2 separate regions of the Triticum aestivum genome follow, and region 2 is linked to region 1. The links are chromatin contacts, called in public Hi-C maps. All regions are on one chromosome and are shown on one strand. The core of a region is the stretch at or near the end of the contact, and the rest is flanking DNA. Distances in the headings are between cores, read along the strand shown. Region 1 holds the start of LOC123128376 (transcription factor TCP14). Region 2 has its middle 170 kb from the start of LOC123128376.

What was found. A called contact is a pair of places that touch in the nucleus more often than the background predicts.
Region 2: a Hi-C map of an unstated tissue shows a contact between it and region 1, with 7 times the contacts expected there. The contact joins the enhancer-like site here to the promoter of LOC123128376 in region 1. A contact is called at or near these places in 5 of 5 Hi-C or Micro-C datasets (leaf, root and an unstated tissue) and 1 of 1 datasets of contacts at active chromatin or transcription factors (leaf).

What each region holds. Positions count from the first base shown.
Region 1 is chr6A:542,603,183-542,607,097 of IWGSC CS RefSeq v2.1, reverse strand. LOC123128376 (transcription factor TCP14) reads left to right here and starts at 1,404. Exons shown (of 1, transcript XM_044548359.1): 1 at 1,404-3,625. The coding sequence starts at 1,941. The coding sequence ends at 3,155.
Region 2 is chr6A:542,772,100-542,775,905 of IWGSC CS RefSeq v2.1, reverse strand. No RefSeq gene overlaps it. Among protein-coding and RNA genes, the nearest start is that of LOC123128376, 170 kb to the right of the region's middle. Within about 2 kb of position 2,280, at least 4 of the 8 cell types and tissues checked have an H3K27ac peak or open chromatin away from gene starts, as enhancers often do.

The DNA.
Region 1 (3,915 bases), core at 155-2,654:
GTAACAGGTTTGCGCTCGTTTAAATATAGAAACACAAGGTTTGACTATTTTGACTCTGAGCTGCTACATTTTCAACCACATACGTAGTACTAGTATTGAAATGGTGCTTAATTATTCTACACCTGCCACGACGCTGGTCATGAAAGCTTAGTTAATTGTTCTTTTGAGATCCAGATTCTATATACAGTTACACGAAACTCAGAGCCAAAGCTTTTGCAGAGTGTAAAGACAATGAGTCCCTTTCTCTTTGCCATTCACAGTGTTCCTAGTCCAAGCATACGGGTGGAAGAGGAGTCTGTGCTGGATACTCGTATCGTATGCACCAGGTCCATAGCACAAGAAATTAGGGCACCAAGGCTGGCAAACAAAGGAGGGGGCAAAGCCTAATAGGAAAGGCGACGGAATGATTACTGGTTGAGCTGGCCCTACTTTATCACCTGTTTCTTTGCTGTTCTCTCATAATTCACCGATATAATCTTTATTTTGAAGAACAAAAATAATGAATGGTGCATCAAGCCAGATATAAGTTATGCTCCTGTCCTGCATGAGTGCTTTTCCCTTTATCAAAAATAGCTATTACATGATTTGAGTGCTACCACCTGAAAGATAGTGCAAAAAAGTAAACTGAAACATGCAAAAATAAATAATAACTGAATACTCCAGAAAACAGAGGTGCATGCATTGAGGCTAGTTGGAAACGAAGAAGCTTTTGATGACCAGAAAAAAAAGAAGAAAAAAAAGCCCCTTTGCCATACATTTTTCCGTGCGTATTTTGACTTGCAGAGAGCAGTGGGCAGCGGCAGTCTTCGGGGCGGGGATTGAACGAATGATAAAGAACAGCGCACGTGGCGTCTGAGCCAAGTGACTGCCTCGCCACAGTCTAAAGATTTTTCCTTTTAGAAAAACAAATAAACAAAGCGAGAGCCGCAGAGGCAGTGGCAGAGGAAAAAAAAAAGAAACACATTTCAAACAGCAAAAGGCAGAAGAAAAGAAGAAGGAAAAAAAAACAGATAGGGTTCTCTCTCTCAAAAGCGGCCAATCCACAAAGGAGCCGTTGCTTTCCATCACACCACGTAGCTCAGCTAACTACTAGGCCTCGTTTGGGTTAATCCCTAGCTAGCGTGCACAGTGGCAATAGTGCTGTGGCGTTTTTTGCCGATTAAATGGGATATTCGCTGGTTAGCATCGGGAGGACATATCACGTTACGTTCTGCCACAGTACTGATCCGCACTGTGCATGGATTAGCTAGCCAGCACGGAGAGAGCCACGCCATGGCTGGCTAGGTGAGCCTAATAATTCTCCTCCGCCTGCCTTATCCTCCTCCTCCTCCTCCCTTCGCTGCCCGGCCGTCTCCCCCGCTCCATGTACACGACCACAGTCTCTGTCACTCGAGCTCCTCTCTCTCTCTCTCTCTCTCTCTCTCTCTCTCTCTCTCTCTCTCTACATCAAGAAACCATTTAATTCATCCATCTCTCTCCTCCAAGCCCTACAAAGTACACCATCTTCTTCCTCCCCCTCTCTGTCTCTCTCTCTCTCTCTCTCTCCTTCTCCTAGCTTCTAGCTAGGGCCATCTGCTCATGCTTCTCCCTTCTCCCAGATCGCAGATGAACCTTACCAGAAGACCATAAAATAGTGTGTGTGATCTCCCACACGCACACAACCCCCCCCCCCCCCCCCCCCCCCCCTCTCTCATCGTATCATATGAGGAAGGATTCCTTCCAAACCTATAATCTTTACCTCATAGCTTAGCTCCTGGACTCTCTCTCTCTCTCTCTACCGTCGTCTCCATCACACCTAACGAATCTCGAGCTAGACCCACAAGAAGCGGTCGGCGGCATCAAATCCGTTCCCCTCTCCTGCAAACAACCACCCGTTTACCCGGCCAAAGCATATACACGCAGAGATGGTTGTGTGTGTATATAACATGGCCTAATTGACCATGGACATCGCCGGAGACGCCGGAGGCGGCCGGAGGCCCAACTTCCCCTTGCAGCTCCTCGAGAAGAAGGAGGAGCAACCGTGCTCCAGCTCGGCTGCGGGGGGCACCTCGGGGGGCGGCGGGAATGGAGCAGCCGCTGGCGGTGCCGCCGGAGGGGAGATGCAGGTGCGGAAGGCGGTGCCCAAGCGGACGTCGACCAAGGACCGGCACACCAAGGTGGAGGGCCGGGGACGGCGCATCCGGATGCCGGCGCTGTGCGCTGCGAGGGTGTTCCAGCTGACCCGGGAGCTGGGGCACAAGACGGACGGCGAGACCATCGAGTGGCTGCTGCAGCAGGCGGAGCCGGCGGTGATCGCGGCCACCGGCACCGGCACCATCCCGGCCAACTTCACCTCCCTCAACATCTCCCTCCGCTCATCTGGCTCCTCGCTCTCCATCCCGGCCCACCTCCGCGGGGCCTTGCCGAGCCCCGGCGTAAGGTTCGGCTCCCGTGCCGACGCGTGGGACCGGGTTGTCGGACTCGGGTACCCGCCCGAAGGCCCCGCCTCGTCTTCGTCGACGCCGTCGCCGCTGTTGCTCAACTTCCACTCGGGTAGCGTCGGTCTTGACGTGCAGCCATCGCCGTCAGCCGCTGCCGCTGCCGCAGCCGCCGACCTTTCGAGGAAGCGGCGATGGGAGCAAGAAATGCAGCAGCAGCAGCAACAACAACATCAGCAGCAGCAGCAGCAGCAACAGTACCAGCAGCAGATGGCGGGGTACACGCAGAGCCAAATGCCGGGCACCGTCTGGATGGTGCCAAGCAACTACTCGCAGGGCAGCGGGGCGCCTTCCGGCGGCGGCAACGGCGGCGGTGGAGGAGGAAGTGGTGAGTCGATCTGGACTTTCCCGCAGGTGGGCAGCGCCGGCGCCGCGGCTGCCGTGTATCGTGGGAGCGTGCCAAGCGGGCTACATTTCATGAACTTCCCTACACCGATGGCGCTGCTACCCGGCCAGCAGCTGGGGCTCGGCCCAGTGGGAGGCAGCGGCGGTGGCGCAGGCGGGAGTGAGGGGCAGATGGGGATCCTCGCCGCGCTGAACGCGTACCGGACACAGGCGGCGGAAGCAGCGGCGGGCCAAGGAGGCGGCGGTGGAGGAGGATCGTCTAGCCAGCAGCAACACGGAGGTGGTGGCGGCGGCGGCGAGCGGCATGAGAGCATGAGCACCAGCGAGTCGTAGGCCGGGCGGGCCTCCGAGGATCGCATCGCATCGCATGCATTGGTCTCTGGTGTGGCTTTGATCTGTTCTTTGTCTTTGATTTCTTTTTCCTTTTGTGGTTTCCTTCCTCCACTCCTAGACATTAGACAACTCGCAAGGATTACACTCGGCTGCGATCCCATGGCATTTAGATCATCATCGTCATACTTAGCGCACGTACGTTTGTGCTTGTGAGTGGAAGAGCGAGGTGTGCCATTGGAGAAGAGGACGGAAACACAGCAGCAGCAGCAGCAGCAAGAGAGATTGTTTATTTTTGTTCTTTTAGCATTAGGGTTTGATCAAATGCGAGCGGAAGAGATTTTCATCAGGCATGGCATTCGTCACCTGCCGTGATCGATCGATGGTTCATTTTTGTTGTTTGCCACCAAGCTTTGTTAGTCCTAGCTTTCAAGTTATTTTACACCATGCAGGGCCATTTATTCCATTTTGCATGCTGCTTGTGCTCCTTATAATCGATTTGTTCTTTCTTGATCAACCAGCTAGCTAGCTAGGGTTATTGATCCGCCAACGTCCTTTTTCTTTCTCCCATGGTATCCAACTTATGATCATGCCTGATCCACCGCAAATAAAATTCTTTGGCGGGCACTTTCTCCGTCCGGCTTTATTTGTCTGTCCCCCCAATATTTTTGTCGAGCTTTGACCTTAGTTTTAACTAGAAAAATATAACATTTGACCACAAAATTAGTGTCATTTGAATGCTCGAAAACTTATTTTGAATACG
Region 2 (3,806 bases), core at 1,031-3,530, 170 kb before region 1:
GTTGTTGTAGTTGCGGGTAGGTTTTGTCTTAGTTTGCTAAACTTCTTAGTCACCGAGGCGAATCTATTGCTTCCGATTCGGAAAGAAAGAAGAATGCTCAACTAGATGTGGGGACAACCTATTCTTGTTTACCATCTAGAAAGTTCCATAACAAATGGGAAAATAATAATGAATGTACCACTTAGTGAGATTCACAACAATATTACCATTTACGAGATGCAAGAAACAAATGAAATGCTTATCATCATCATTGATATTGTTATTATTATTATTTGGTTTTATTTCCCCCTTTTGGGTAGAATAGGATTTCATGTGTGTGTGAAATCACCATCACATCGCCAATCTACCGCCTCTCGTTATTATAGGAAGTTGCCCACACACACACATATTGCAAGCAGCCCTGTCTCCTCATGATGACAACTATAGAACAACGACAAATTCATAAATCTTACTAAATTCCTACTTAACACACCAATGTTTGTAAAGATGAGCACTTAAATTTGAACCCTGGCGAAGAGTCCTACTCCAAAACGCTAGCACCCAACCAAGAGGTGGATCTTGGGTCATATAGATACCTCATGCTTTGATTAAATAGAATCAGAAACCAACATCTACCTGCTTTAGAAATTAAAAGTTAAAACCTGCCTTCGCTGAAATCTGTACGCCCAAAACTAAACCCAACAGCCATAAAAAAAGCTGACCGAGAAACAAAATGTCTTTCTTTTTTACGATTTGCATAAACATAACAATTTTTTGTGCATTTTCTGCATGCCCTAATTTTTTTTTGAGACATCACTAGGGGCAAACTGCCCACCTGAATTTCACATTCATTTTAGTTGACATTCGGCAAATTGTCCGAGACATTGGGTTTACTTCGCCCGCTTGGATGAGTAGGGGTCAAGGCCACATGCGGCTCACTAGGGCAAGGCAACGAAGCATGGCACCCGGGATTTTTAAGATCTCCCTTAAGCAAAGAAATAGAAGCTCGAGAAGGAATAGCACTATAAACCTAGTTCGCTCTCACAGGAACAAGAAGGCACGAAAAGGTAATCTAGAGCGTAGTGAATACCTCTAACCTTTCCTCGGCAAACAGGTTCTCGAGCAGCAGTCAAATTGACTTCCCTCTGTAATGGAAAAGCCTCATTTTCTATTCTTTCTAAAGCTGGTGATGCGATCTACAAATAATATACGAGCAACGCCATCTCCGCAGCAGGACTACTTCGGCAATGTTAAGGCCAGGCGTTGGTCGCGAAAGACTTTGGCGTTGTTTATATTTTGATTCCTTCTGCATGAAATCATGACATGGTTCTGGTAAAGTAGGACCAAGAACAACCGAGATGATCATGAAAGATTTGAATTCCGGGGTATAAACACGTACATACAGATTAGAGGATAGGCATGAAAGTTGAAACATCAAGGAGCTGATCCGGCCATGGAGTGCCATTCTTGGGCCCCATTTCAAAAGCCAATCCCAAGTTTGTTTTCTCCTTGCTGGCCGATGGCTATGAGCCTGACCGTCCGTTGCATGCATGTGTGTGTGCCCAGTGCAACTGCAACCCAGAACCCACAGGATCATGTCCACAACATATCTACACGGACACATGGGGCCTCTGAATTGATAAGCACAAGCACCAACACATGGCGTCGTCCAGCCAAATTAGCTGGCATCTCCCTCCGTCGTCAGAGGTTTCCCTCCCATTTTCGCCGGAGCGCGCGCATACTTTGCTATAGGTAGTAGCTAGCTGCTGCATTATTGCGACTCGATGGGCATAGTCGCCTACTGTCGAAAGCTTACAAAGTCACGCGTCAGTACTGATGCACTCGATACCACGTACCATGCTCCCATGTACTCCCTTCGTTTCTAAATATAAGTCTTTTTAGAGATTTTAAATGACAGTTTTGCTAGAACTCATCTAAATGAGATTTAATTTGGTTTCATTCACCTTTTAGAGCCATTGGATGTGGTGCTATAAGATGCGTGTGTGCTGACGTGGGTTGTATCCGTTCTTGTTTTCCAGGTGAATGAGACCAAATTACGTCTCATCTAGATGAGTTTTAGGTACTCCCTTTAAATGAACCATCACATATGCATATATATAAACATATTTTAGAGTGTAGATTCATTCGTATTGCTTCGTATGTGGTCACTTGTTAAAATATGTAGAAAGACAGATATTTAGAAAAAAGAGGGAGTATTCGCGTCGGTCGCAACATGCCAACATGCATGTACAGCCATCTGACCAGTAAATTATTCTCAAGTTGCAAGCGCCCGCTGTGGCTGTGCCGTACAGTACAGCACTACTGTAGTCAAAGCAAGGTCAACTAGACTGGTGTATACTGTAGTAGCTAGCATGAGCCAATCAATAGCTCCCCGTATCGATCAGGTACTCCAGTGATACAGACCACAGCTGAACTGAGTTGTGACCTCAGAGAAAGGAGAAGAAAGAACCACTCGTAAAGGACATGGATTTCCTAGATCTAGAAGCACCGGGCCACTTGGACTATGAAGAATTTAAGAGTAGATAGAAGCCGTCCAATTTCATTATCGGAACGGAGGAAGTAGATGATGTTTAAAGTTTAACTGAGCGTATTGAATGAGATGAACACACGGCATTTTCGTACGTACGTACGTACCATGCATTGTCGTCGTGGCCGCCGGGCTAAATTAGCGGTTCTTCTTGAGAGAGGTAGTACCATGCATGCCATTGTTCGTACGTGTGGATCAGCGGTTGCATCTGCAGTTAAGATGAAACGTGAACACCACATGCGCCTGTTTGGTCGCCAGTGGCATCACGACGGACGATTACCGCGCGCGTCTCTACGGCGAAATACTCCGACTGTTCCTCCATAACTCGCCCAGCTACTCCGTTCGTATTATGTCGGGTTGGATATGGGTATGGGTAGATCTGATCAACGGCGGGGCTAATAAGAATGCGCGGAGGAAGATACTAGTACCTCGGTTTAGCGTCACCCTTGGGGAAATACTATGCTACCGGCCGGTTCACAGAAGTGCAGTTGATCGTGCGCTCAGACGACGCACGAGCGGCAACAGAGAGGCTGAGCGGCCGTGTGCCGATGGAAACCCGATGCCCGGCAGGGCTGCCGGGTACGGAGCAGGGCGCGCAGGACGGGACGCAGAGGTACCGGGCCGCGCACTGAAGTGAAGGCCCCAATCAGGTGGGCGCGGAGGGGCGAGGAACGCGTGCGCCTGCCTGCCCGTGTGGCCGGAGACACGCACCTCCCCGCTAGGGCCGCCGCGTGTGGGGATCGGCTCGACCTGGGGCGCGCAACCAACGGCCGGCGGCCCCCTGCAGTGGTGGGAGGGCGCACCGGCGGAGCGAAAAGCTCGGGGCGGGGGCGCCACCTGCGCTGGGCGCCAAGGGTTCTCGGCGTGCGATCGCGGGATCCCATCGGCCTGTCGAGGTGCTCGCTCGTCCGTGGGTGGCGACGCGTCCCTCTCGTCACGTCTTTATCGCCCTTCTGTGGGCTGCCCCCCGCCCCACGTCAATCTATCTATCTATCTATAGCCACTTTACCGCCGCTCACTGCACCGGTCTCATCCTCGTCTGCCCCTGTGACGTCGATGCATGCATGGCGCTACTACGTACCCAGGCCCCGTGTTTCTGTTATTCTGTACAGCTGCTCGGTCGAGTCAATCCGATCGCTCGATGGGTTGTGCATGGACACACACGTAGGTACTGGCCGGCCGGGGTGGTCGATAGGACGTGCTACGGCGATGCTGTGGGCGGCTAGCTAAGAGGACGCTTTCATGTAAGGATGGCCACAGCTCGAGAGGGCAGGTGTAC